Regions from separate parts of the Mus musculus genome. Here region 1 is linked to region 2. The links are chromatin contacts, called in public HiCAR-type maps. All regions are on one chromosome and are shown on one strand. Each heading gives the region's core, a stretch centred on a gene start, on an enhancer-like site or on the middle of the called end of the contact. The rest is flanking DNA. Distances are from core to core; before and after follow the strand shown.

Evidence for each region. HiCAR-type assays count read pairs that join an accessible place to other places.
Region 1: a contact with region 2 is called in a HiCAR-type map of embryonic stem cells, with 3 times the contacts expected there. The contact joins two enhancer-like sites. A contact is called at or near these places in 1 of 115 datasets of contacts at active chromatin or transcription factors (embryonic stem cells) and 2 of 9 other capture datasets (adipose tissue and liver).

What each region holds. Positions count from the first base shown.
Region 1 is chr19:53,555,239-53,561,059 of GRCm38.p6, reverse strand. No RefSeq gene overlaps it. Among named protein-coding and RNA genes, the nearest start is that of Dusp5, 29 kb to the right of the region's middle. Within about 2 kb of position 3,624, at least 89 of the 459 cell types and tissues checked have an H3K27ac peak or open chromatin away from gene starts, as enhancers often do. A contact at or near this core is called in embryonic stem cells, where this site is marked.
Region 2 is chr19:53,368,213-53,374,452 of GRCm38.p6, reverse strand. Mxi1 (MAX interactor 1, dimerization protein) reads right to left here. Exons shown (of 6, transcript NM_001008542.3): 4 at 4,797-4,911; 5 at 4,092-4,263; 6 at 1,160-2,880. The coding sequence ends at 2,717. Among named protein-coding and RNA genes, the nearest start is that of Smndc1, 19 kb to the left of the region's middle. Within about 2 kb of position 4,067, at least 28 of the 459 cell types and tissues checked have an H3K27ac peak or open chromatin away from gene starts, as enhancers often do. A contact at or near this core is called in embryonic stem cells, where this site is marked.

The DNA.
Region 1 (5,821 bases), core at 2,375-4,874, 190 kb before region 2:
GTATTAAATTACTACATAGCTGGATTACTGGGAGGTTTTCGGCACCCTCCAAGAAGACTCTGTGCCAACGCAAGTGCTTTCCTTGTCCTGTCCTGGACTGACTTGTTTGCACAACCAGACCAGCACAGTACCTAGAAGTGTGCTACGTGTTTTTGTAGTTGGATGAATAGATGGAAGGAAGGGAAAAGGACTCCAACCTGGGAATGTGAACGCTCCAATCCAGGCTCTACCACTATCTATGTGTCCAAGAATGTCCTCTAACTGCTGTCAGCCTCACTCTTCTCGTGTGCAAAACACATTGTTGACCCGTTCTTTCTACAAACATGGCAACATCCATAGACACAGTTGTGGATCAAACATGGAGAGAGGACCCCTGCTGTCTCCTTGCCCTGGCGGCAGCCTCTTACTGATGTGTAACAGTTTCCTCTGAGATTAAAACATTCCATCCTCTAGGGGTGCTCCTCAGGCAAGGAGGTAAACAATTAAAAAACAGCTTCAGGAACTCCCTGAAACTGACCAGATTGAGTAGGCTCCTCCCTCCCAGAGTAAACAAAGTGGCAAGTCCCTTTTAGAAGAAGCAAAGCCTAGCAGCACAGAAGACTCACAGTGGAAAAGAGACTGAGACCAGACCTGCTGCCTGAGAGAAGCAGAAACCAGCCTGCTTGCCTGGAAGAAATTTAAAGCGACTAAGGCACCTGGAAGGGACATTCTCCTAGCTGTTTTTACAGTGTAACGTGCTCCAGGTTTTCTGGCTTTTCTGAGCTGTCACCCACCCTGGGGTGGACTTTGGTGATGCAGCTGTCTTTGAGTCATTTCTGCTCCTTTAAGTAACCCCAATAAAACTTATTGGTTCATCAAGTTGGACTCTGGTGGTACCAGTACTTTGGTCTATCATGGGTTCCCTACTTGGGGTGATGAGACAAATGTGTTTCCTCTCCTCAGAAAAAGTTTTGTCACACGACACTTGCATTTGAGCAAATCTAGGCATTTCCCCGTGTTGCATTATGCGTTTGGGCACTGTTGTGATGTTTACAGGGGAGAGGTAAATGTCATACGCTCTTTGCCCTAAGACCCCTCCACACTCAAAGATGGAACAGCGTTCATATTTCTTATAAATAGGTCACTACAAGGATGAACTGCACATGGATGCTGGGCTATGGGTCCGGCTTTCTGCTAGGACTGCAACTGTATGGGAACACTTCCTGGCTGCATGTTGTCTGAAACTGACTTAACCTCTCCTGGATAGGAATGATAGCTAGTGGCTCCCCTCACCCCGTTGTTGGAAGGTGACAGATGGCTGTGTGATCTGAACTCAGCCTTCATGGAGAGCCCATAGGCTTCCTGACAGCGTTGGTTGTGTCTGCTTTCACTCCTTCCCTCTGTCCATCACCCCAGAAATACTTTTATTTTTTAAAAAAAGAACAAGAACAAATTGTTCTGTTGTTGTTTTTTTTTTAAAAGACTTTTTAAAAAATTATTTATATGAGTACACTGCAGCCGTCTTCAGACACACACCAGAGAGGGCATCAGATCCCATTACAGATGGTTGTGAGCCACCATGTAGTTGCTGGGAATTGAACTCAGGACCTCTGGAAGAGCTGTCAGTGCTCTGAAACACTGAGCCATCTCTCCAGCCCCAGAAACAGTTTTTTGTTTGTTTTTTTTGGGCTTTTGGTTTTGGTTTTTTGTTTTTGTTTTTTGTTTTTTGTTTTTTGTTTTTTGTTTTTTTGAGACAGAATTTCTCAGTGTAGCCCTGGCAACTCTGGAATTCACTCTGTAGACCAGGTTATCCTTGAACTCAAAATTTGCTTAAAAGCATATGCTACCACTGCCTGACTCCAGAAACAGTACTTTTAACTGGAATGTGGTCCCTGCCAGGAGAATTGGCAGCAAACTCGTGAAGTTTAGCTGAGGATGGTAGTTTAGCCTGGTCATAATAGTTCATGCCTATAATGGTCATAATGGTTCATGCCTATAATTTTAACACTAGGGAGCCTGAGGCAGGAGGATTGTGAGTTCAAAGTGAGACAGGGCTACCCAGGGAAACCTTTATTTAAAATGGGGGATGGCAGTAGCTTAAAATGAAGAGCGTGAAAAGGAATTTCAGGAGCTGGGGAAATAACAGAACTTGGATTTGGGGTGCTTTCTACATCATTGAAAACAATAACTCTTGGAAACTTCAGTCAGGGGCAGGAGAGATGGGCAGGTGCACACTTGTTCACGAAGAAGACCTGGGTTCTATTCCAAGCATCCACATGGTGGTTTACAGCCATCCATAACTCCAGTTCCAGGGCATTCGAAGTTCTCTTCTGACAGTATGTATGACAGCACACTCACATACACGCCAGCAAAACATTCATGAATAATAATAACAATAACAACAACAGCAATAATAATAATAAATGCCAGCTTGATGGTGGTGTCACATGGCTTTAATCCTAGCATTTTGAGTCAGAGGTAGACAGATCTCTGTGAGTTCGAGCCCAGGTCTACAGAGCAAGTTCCAGGACAGCCAAGGCTACATAGAGAAACCCTGTCTAGAAAAAAACAAACAAACAAAAAAAAACCAAAACCCAGCTTCCAGTTCACTGTCCTTATTTAGTCGTTTTTCTTATAATTCCACGTAGAACAATCAATCCACTTTCGGGAGCCGTGGTACCCACTATAAAAGGAGGAAGATGGAGATTAGGGTCCCAGAGCCCTTTGAGTTTCTGACTCCTATGAATTTGGAAGGTGTGTATGGGAAAGACTGATACCCCAACTCCGACCCCAACTTGTTAGCATTCTGTCTAAACTCCATCTCACAGTCATCTGGCAACAGCCAGGTATGCTCCTCCCCACAGTTACCTGGCAACAGCGGGGGGTAGGCGACCCACTATAAAAGGCGCTGCCCCCCTCCTCTTTCCCTTGCTCTCATGCTCCCCCCTCTCTCCCCATTCCCTTCCCCCCTCTCTCTCCACGTGCTCATGGCCGACCTCTGTTTTTCTCCTCTACGCCCCCCACCCCTGCCTTTCTCTGCCTCCACTACCCTCTTAACTCTCCTCCCCACGCCCTAAATAAACTCTATTCTGTACTATACCGTGTGGCTGGTCCCACGGGGGGAAGAGTTGACTCCGCATGGGCCCGCTGAGACATCCCCTTCCCCATACCTCACCACACCCCTATAGAACATATCTTATATCGCTTTATCCTTTTATAAACACGCCACAACTCCCGTGCCCTCTCAACCATAGCCACCAGGACTTCTACTCTAGGAGCTACAGGGACAAGTCCACGTGGATTAGGAGGGGACTCCTTGAGAGTGCCTGCCTGGAGACTGGGGGTGCTAGGATGGGGGTGGAATGCTCCTTCCTGCAGCATCTGAACCCCGGGGCAAGGCTAGGGACGTCCCCTGCATGGAACCCAGGAGGAGCATGTGGCACAATCACCAGCCCGGGAATGCAGCTCAGGCAGTTCCCACGGGCTCCCTGCTCAGGGTGGGACCCCTTGCTTTGGCGGGGCCATTGGAATCACACCTGGCAAAATATTAATTACTGTTGCTTCCAAGGTCCCACCAGTCACAGCGGTGGCAGGCCCTGCCCAGGAAGTCCAAATAATCGGCATCGCTGGTATTTTAGTCACCCCTGTGGGGAGTTGGGTCACCTGACTCCACAGCTGCTCCTAGGCAGTCTCTGGCAGAACCACTTCCCGGAACCCTGCGGAAAGCAGGGGGCCTAGGCGGGGCGCGTTGGATTGGGGACGTGGAAGACTTGGGGGAAAACTTGCCATCTAGACGCCCCCTCTTTAATCCTAGCAGCCATACTTTATTTTACCAAAACAGGTTGAGAAATCTAAGAAAATTGCCCGAAGTCCCAAGCTGGCAAGAGACAAGGCTGGGACACTTTCCACTAATGGCAGGTAATTTCACAGGCCGGAAAAACCACTCCAGCCTAATCAGCGGTTGAGCATATTGAGAACGTGAGAAAGCAGTGGGCAGAAGAGTGGAATAGGGATGACACTAGACCTGTGTACACGCCCTCTTCTGGTGGCATGGAAAGGACCCCTGGAAGAGAGAGGGTGGGGGAAGAAGGGAAAGGAGGTGGGGAGGGTCACCTTACATTCCCCTCCTACCCTCTCTGAATTGTGGGAATTGAAGCAGACAGCTTCCCCAAAGCCCATTGAGATAAACTTCATTAGCAGCGTTAAAATGTCAATGAGTTAACCATTAGCATTCCAAATAATAATTCCAGATTCCGAAGTGGTTTTTGTTAAAGGATGTTCATAATTTATAAACACACGCCACTCTGTGAGCCTCCTAAATCCAGCTGTTAAGAAGGGTGATTGTCGGGCTGGTGAGATGGCTCAGTGGGTAAGAGCACCCGACTGCTCTTCCGAAGGTACGGAGTTCAAATCCCCGCAACCACATGGTGGCTCACAACCATCTGTAACAAGATCTGATGCCCTCTTCTGGAGTGTCTGAAGACAGCTACAGTGTACTTACATATAATAAATAAATCTTTAAAAAAAAAAAAAAAAAAAAAAGAAGGGTGATTGTCGATTGTTAATAACAGCACAAGGTAGGGCACACAGCTATGTACACAGACCCTAACAGCTGTTCACAGGAACTTAAAAGAAAGGGGAGAGAATGAGGGAGGAGGGGAAGGAGGAGGAGAGAGAAGAGGGGAGGGGGGAAGGTGAGAGGGAGGAGGAATCAAGGAAGGGCTACATCTAATGCATAGAAACCAGACTGACTGGAAACATTCAATACTGACAGTGGGTGTCTGTGGGTAGAAATTGTTTTTTTTTTTGTTTTTTTCTTTTTTTCCTTTCGTTTTCTGGGACAGGATTTCTCTGTGCAGCCCTGACAGTTCTGGAACACTCTCTGTAGACTAGCTCCTTGAGTGCTAGGCTGGTATCAAAGGCAGGCACTGCCACCATTTAGAATGAAAACTACCTGTACCTTATTTGAAAGAGAAGCGTGTCACACTCGTGTCATACACCAGTGGCCAAGAGCCCCTTGCCGGCATCTACTGACCATCTGGCACTGTGCAAACCTCTCTCCTTAGATTTCTTTTACATCTCCACAGCATCACTGAGGTGCCATGGTAGAGGACCCAAAGCCCCATCCAACAGGCAGGACTTTGTTCTGGATAACAGGTTCCCCTCCCCCAGCCCTACCCCCAGACCCCTACCCTCCAAGGCCAAGGGCAACGCAGCAGCCTTCAAGCCTAGTGCAGCAGATCTGGGTGCAGACCAAAGATAAGCAAGCCTGCTTTTCTAGCCCATGGCCTGGCTCCTAGACTCTAAGGGCCCTCTGCTGCCACCGCCTTCGCTGTACCACCTGGCCTCAGTGGTAAACCATTCTGAGCCTTCACTTAGGTGAAATGTCCATTTCACCTACTTGCTGCTCTAGGCCTGTGTATTTTTAAATTTTTTTGCTTATTTTTTTCAATAAGCTGTCACATCTCAGATCCCCCTATGTTGTGAACCCTTCTGCTGTTTAAGATCGCCAGGGTGTGTTCCTATGGCTTTGTCAACTTAAGTCTCGATTCCCAGTCAGTCACTTTCCAGTATTCCAGACCAGCATTCCAGTCAGACTGCTCATCGGGCCCTGTGCCTCCCACTCCTTTCCTAAGTGTGATGGAAATGTCCTGAATTTCTAGAAAATAAACCACAATAGCATTCTTGAAAACATTCTCAGAAGCCGGAGACCTACCACCCACTCTGCTGCCCTGGGAACCTGGAAAGCCATGTTGTGAAGGGCAGGAAGCCAGGAACAGACCAGAAAATGGGGTGTGGGGGGGAGCTGATGCAGAGGGGAGAGGAGAGTGCAGGGGTGGGT
Region 2 (6,240 bases), core at 2,818-5,317:
ACAGGCATTAGAACACCCTAAGTAAGGTTAACGAGGCAGTGAGAACTGGTAGGCTCCATTGCATATGGTGGCAGAAGAGATTCCCAAGAGGACATCTTTGTGATGCTTGAAAGTAGTTATCAGCTGTCAACACAGGGAAATACTACAGTCGAGTTGTATTGAACTAGAGTAGATATCTGCTAAACTGTACAATAGGAATGGTAGCTGAAATTCATACTGCTATTCTAATATCTAATATAAAAGCAAAATACATTTGGAAGGCAGTTACCTAAAGATATGGGCACTCAAGAAATTTTCCCTTCACAGAGGGCACTGAGCAGGTATCCCTCAATCTGGTTTTTACTTCTTGCATAACTAGTCTTTAAGCCAACCTGTCTTCTAGAGAGTTAACATGTAGTCACAAAATCCACCCATGTCCTCCTTCCCCAGCAGCATATTTGATGTGATGTATGTGGAGGTTTGTAATGACGGCTTGCAGCCCATCATCCTGTATAAACACAAAATGGCCGCATACAGAGGTTGCCTGAATGATGTTCCAAATTTCAGTCCTGGGCCAAGATGATGTGGGTCAACACCATGGGAACACAAGAAGAAGTTGTAGTTGGATGGTGGTGGTGCACACCTTTAATCCCAGCATTTAAGAGGCAAAGACAAGTGGATCTGAGTTTGAGGCCAGCCTGGTCTGCTAGGGCTAGAAAGAAACCCTGTCTCGGGACCACCCCACCCCCAACCCTGCTCTTAAAAAAAAAAAAAAAAAAAAAAAAGGAGAATAATGCAGCCACTCAATGGCTTCCATTTACTTTCCATGGTAAGGACAAACTTTAAGAGAAAGCTCAAAGACAGCCAATACACACACACATCTTACCTGTCTGGGAGTGACTGCAAGGGAAACCAGAGGGTTTCTGCATTCTGTCCTCAGCACCTCAAGTGCAACAGGTTTCAGCCGAGTGTCTGGAGGCATGCAGTGTTTCACAAACAGCTACTTCAAAGAACCTTTTCATTCAGACACAGCCCAAGCAACGGCGAAGTGCTTTTGCAGGCACAAAAAGAGCACTGGGTAGTGTGTGCTGGGACCTTATGCATGACCAAGGCGGTATGTTTCTTGTATGGAGACGTGCTATCCACGGAAGATAGCTCTGACATTAACACACAACTCGACTGCACTGCTAAATATGGTTGTTTTTATTTTCTTTTTCCTTGCCCAGCCCTATCTAAACATAAAATAAAACTACAGGACTGAAATTAACAACCCATTAAAATCAGCAATAAGTTATGAAAATCATAAAGCTTTTTTTTTTAAGTAATTAAGGGTAGTTAAATTATTTAAAGAATACAAAGTCCAAACAGCTTGGGGTAAGGTCTCCAGCAAGGCTTCCCAGGGAAAAGCAGTGGCCCAGAGGGAAACCTGAGAGTTTGAAAGACAGAGGGAACACATGACATCAGAGTGCAGGCTAGAAGTTCCACTTAGAAGATAACATTTCTGAAGGGATTTGTAAGAGCAACAATAGCACCCGCACAGTGGGATTGTGGGGGAGGAGACTGCCTGTAGAAAATCTTTACATTAAATGAGACAAGTGCTGAACGTAACTATGTTAACTAGGATAGTATGTCTACTATGGATATCAGATGGTTAAAGCTGGTAAAAGGGAGTGGTCCTAAAGAAAACAAAAACAGCATTGACCTCCGTCTACCCAGCCCAGACCTCGTCCGTCTGTCTGTCCTGCGCACTGTGAAGAGTGAGGCGTGAGGTGTTTATCATTATCAAATGCTGCATCAAAATAGATGATTTCCCCACGTGGTTTATTCCACTATAAAAGACATCTATGTTTTTACTTATGGACAAGCTTTAAAAAGATGTCATTTTGGTTTTCAACACATACAAACAGTTATCAAAATCTCAAATAAAAATGCTGCGGTGGCTCAGACCTTGGCTGCTATACTGCGTGCGCACCTCCTCAGCTCCGCGCAGACACCGAGGCACACAGAGCTTTTCCTCCTGTGATTCAGGCCGTCATGCATGGGCTGCCCCTACGTGGCCGAAGGGTGGCGAGCGGGTGGTCGGCTGCTCTAGAGCTAACAATGCAGGTAAGGTTAGCTGGCTTAGCATGGAATCCAACAGAAAGCCGGGCTGCGTCAGGGCCTCTTTCAAAAGGCTTCATGGAGTCTCTCCTTTTGTAGAGCACGATATGAGCTTTTTAAAAATTCATTTTGTTTAAAAGAACTGATCATCCACAGGCTTCATGATAAACAGAGGCTGAGTTTTAATAGCTCTTCAGCTATCTGAGATTAATGCCTGATTATCCTGCCTTTTCCTTACTCTAAGTGTGATTTTGTTTCTAGGGCCAAGAAGCTCGGGAAGGGTTCATAACCCTATCCTTAAATGTCTGCTCACCACCACAGAGTGAGCAAACTGCAACAGGAGAGTGAAGTCTCCATTGTCTCTCAAGTCAACCTGGTCAACTCAAGATAATCACGCGCATGGTTTCTGCTGCCGTTAGAAACTGTACTCTTTCCAAATATAGGAATATTTGTTCTACCAGGGAGGCTCTACCCCACTTTTCGTTAAGTATTTGCTTAAATACAGGTCTTCTGACCGTTTTGTTCAAGTATAGTTTTTAGTTTTAAAGAGGAGACTGCATCATGAACCCAATTTGAGAGCCGGTGTTGACTCGGCCCAGTGAGCGCTCCGCCCTGCACTGTTAGGCCATGCTGGGTCCTAGGACGCGAAGGAGAGTTTGACACTGGCACTGGAATAACCCTCGTCACTCCCGACACTCTGCAGGCTGCTGTGGTCGTCAAGGTCACTGATGCTGGTGGTACTGACACTGTCTGCTTCTCCATGGGAGAACTCTGTGCTTTCCACATCCACTTCAATCTCCTCTGCGGGAGGAAGAAAGAGAAAACAAAGGGGGGCATTAATAATCTGCATGTGCACTTTCAGAAGTTAGAGAGGTTATCCAGCAAGGTTATCCGTGCTCTATCAGGGACTCTCCTGCAAAGAGCAATCTGGTATACAGTGGTGGTCTTAATTTAGGCAGCAAGTTTACTAAAACCCTTTTGACGCCAGTCCGTCTAGACCTCCCACTAAAAGCGCTTGGCCTGTTTGGGAATTAGTACTTAATATTAAAAGATCCCAACCCAAGTGGTTTAACAACATCTGTTTTACATTAAACCAAAAACTAATTCACAGCTCTGTTTATTAATCAGGGTTGCTTTAAAGAGGTTGGGGTCATGGAGAAATAAAATTAAAGATAGAAAATTTATGTTTAGGCATCCGAATTTTTTGGTGGTGTCAACTCTCTATCATAGATCATAGGTGGATCTATGGATTTCTATGGATTCATCAACAAATTCTGAATAGTAACTAAAATAAGCTAATCATAAAGTAGGTTTAAGGGGTTTGCTTTTGATTTTCTTGCATGAAATATAGCTTCAAGCCATGTCCCTCTCTCATGGTAAGAATTCTGCATTTTCTTTCTCTCTTTCTTTCTTCCTTGCTTCCTTCCTTCCTTCCTTTCTCTCTCTCTCCTCCCTCCCTCCTTCCTTCTTTCCTTTGAGATCTGTTTACTTATGTATATGAGTATACTGTGCACTGTGGCTGTCTGCAGACACACCAGAAGAGACACTAGATCCCATTACAGATGGTTGTTGAGCCACCATGTGGTCGCTGGGAATTGGGAATTGAACTCAGGCAGGACCTCTGGAAGAGCGGTCAGTGCTCTAAACTGCTGAGCCCTCTCTCCAGCCCCCAAGAACTTGGCATATTTTAAACAGAACTTTTTCTAAGTCTAAAATTTATTTCAAAATAGAAAGAATGTATATACATATATGAAAAAAAATTGTGGTTCACAAAGGCACTGCCAGAGAATGTTAGGGTGCACAAAGCCCAAGCTGGGGGCTGGGAGTGCGGCTGGGCTCACTCTTCCTAACCTAGCACATGCTACTCGCTGGGTTTGCTCTCTAGCACCAAAACAACAGAAGCTAGACGACAGTACTACATTGGTTAGTGAGAGCCGATGCAGTGTCTACAGTCTCCCCGCCCCCACCCGTCTCGGAGACTCAGGACTTCCTTAGAAAGAGAAGCTGCCTACCTCGCTCTGAATCCGAGCGATCTGAAGAGATGGTTGATCCAATGCTGTCCATTCGTATCCGCTCCATCTCCTGAGGCCCCTGCAGCTGTTCCAGTCGCCGCTTTAAAAACCTCTGTTCTCGTTCCAAGTTCTCTAGCTGGTGCTGGCTCTTCCTCTCCGCTTCTTCAAGTTTCTAAAATGAAGATGTTTTATTCACACCTGTAGTCCAGTCTAGTACAGTAAAACTAATTCCTGCCACAAATACACATATGTGGGTATGTATGTACCCTTGCATATATAAATACTGAGAAACACTTGCGTTTTAAACATAAAAACAGTGGTCTTTTTCCTGTATGGATGCTATGTTACTTGAACAAATGAAGTGAACTATAAAAGTCTGTGAGGTAAGTTCCACAAAGAGAAACCTCCTGCAATGTGGTATTCAGTGGAAAATTACTGAGAGATAAAGCCAAATAACAGCATCTCCGCCAGAGGGCGCAGCTGCCTTCCTTCAGGGTATCGGAAAGACCTTCCCCAGCATTCTCAGGTCTAGATGGCCACGCTGTAAATTTTTTTCATTTATTCGCATCATGCTGCCCCACTGGATCGCTGGTGAGATTTTACAGCCGTTTCTCTGGAGGGCAGTTAGTGAAGAAGAGGACGGTCTAGTGAGCTGTACACGACACACACAGGAATCAGTGCAAATATGGAAAGAAAGATTCTCACCTTGATGTGTGCTTTGGCTTTGTTGAGCAAACCGAGTGTTGTGTGCCTGGTGCAGTCTGGGCCCAGCGGGATCAGAACTTTCAAGCGTTCTAAACACAGGCGCAGGTGAGCTCGTCTAAGAAAGATATCAGCCAATCAGCACAGCCTGGAGAGCCACTAGACACACACAGCAACTTTGAGCTATTAGCCAACAGCCATATTTCACTCCCAACTTTTTAAAGTACCTGCACGGTAGTGGCGCCGACCTCCCGCCCCACCACTCTGCCCTGCAGACAGAAGTCACTTTAGATTATCAGCCCCCATGAACTCTGTCAGACAGCGAATTGTCTAGGCCGCTCCATAAGCTCCGTGCTGTGCTGTTACTAAAGCAATCGAGCTTGGTTTCCCAATGCCTGAGAGCACAGGCTGGAGTACCGGTTTCAGCTACGGTACCTCAAGGAGCTATAAAACGCACTAAGGTTTCCACCTCCTTCCACCTTTTAATTTTACAGACACACACAGACACACACACACACACACGCACAGGCACGCACCCACACTGTTCAGTAACCGCAGCCATCCCAGAGGGCTGGATGTTGTTTATGTAGAGGCAGAAGGACGTGAACACTTCCTGATCTTCAAACATTTTTTCAGTCCTTTATAAAACGTCAATTTCATGTCCAGCGCAACATGGACGACAAAACTGTGCCTGCGGTGGTGGGTTTCACACCTGTGTTGTGAGCGGGCTGCTGCTCATTCCTTTCCCTTCCGCCCTCATGAGCTACCCTGTTTTCCCCACAAGGAACACAGGTGACAGAATTACTTGCTTAAAGTCCCGAATTCTCCGACAGACCATTCTCTGGGAAAGTCAGAGGGAATTTCTCCTGGAAATGCTCCAGGAGAGCCTTGTACACTTGTGGTCTCCAACTATGACCATGTACATAATGGGAGGTGCCAAACTCTGCTGCTCTCCACCTTTGAGTCTGTTCTTTACCAAGCGCTAACAGTTCAGCAGGGGGCTGTAGAGATGGCTCAGTGCTCAGAGCACTGACTGCTCTTCCAGAGGTCCTGAGTTCAACTCCCAGCAACCACATGGTGGCTCACAGCCATCTGTGATGGGATCTGATGTCTTCTTCTGGTGTGTCTGCAGACAGCTACAATGTACTCATATACATATACATATATATAAATCTTAAAACAAGACAGTTCAGCTGCGTGCAGCACGTGGACTCCTTTGGGGCTGTAACTGAACTTCTACAACAGTCTCAGCTGTATCAGGGATAACGCAAGCCCCCCACTTTCCTCTCAAAGGGGACTTTGAGTTTTAATACACAACAGTGATGTCAAGTGACAATTTCCAGTGCAGGAGTTGAGAGAGGGGCGGGAAAGGTGTAAGTGGTCACCTGTGTCACTGACAAGCAAGGGTGATTGAGGGCAGTGAGGTCAGAGGTTTGGCCAATAAAGG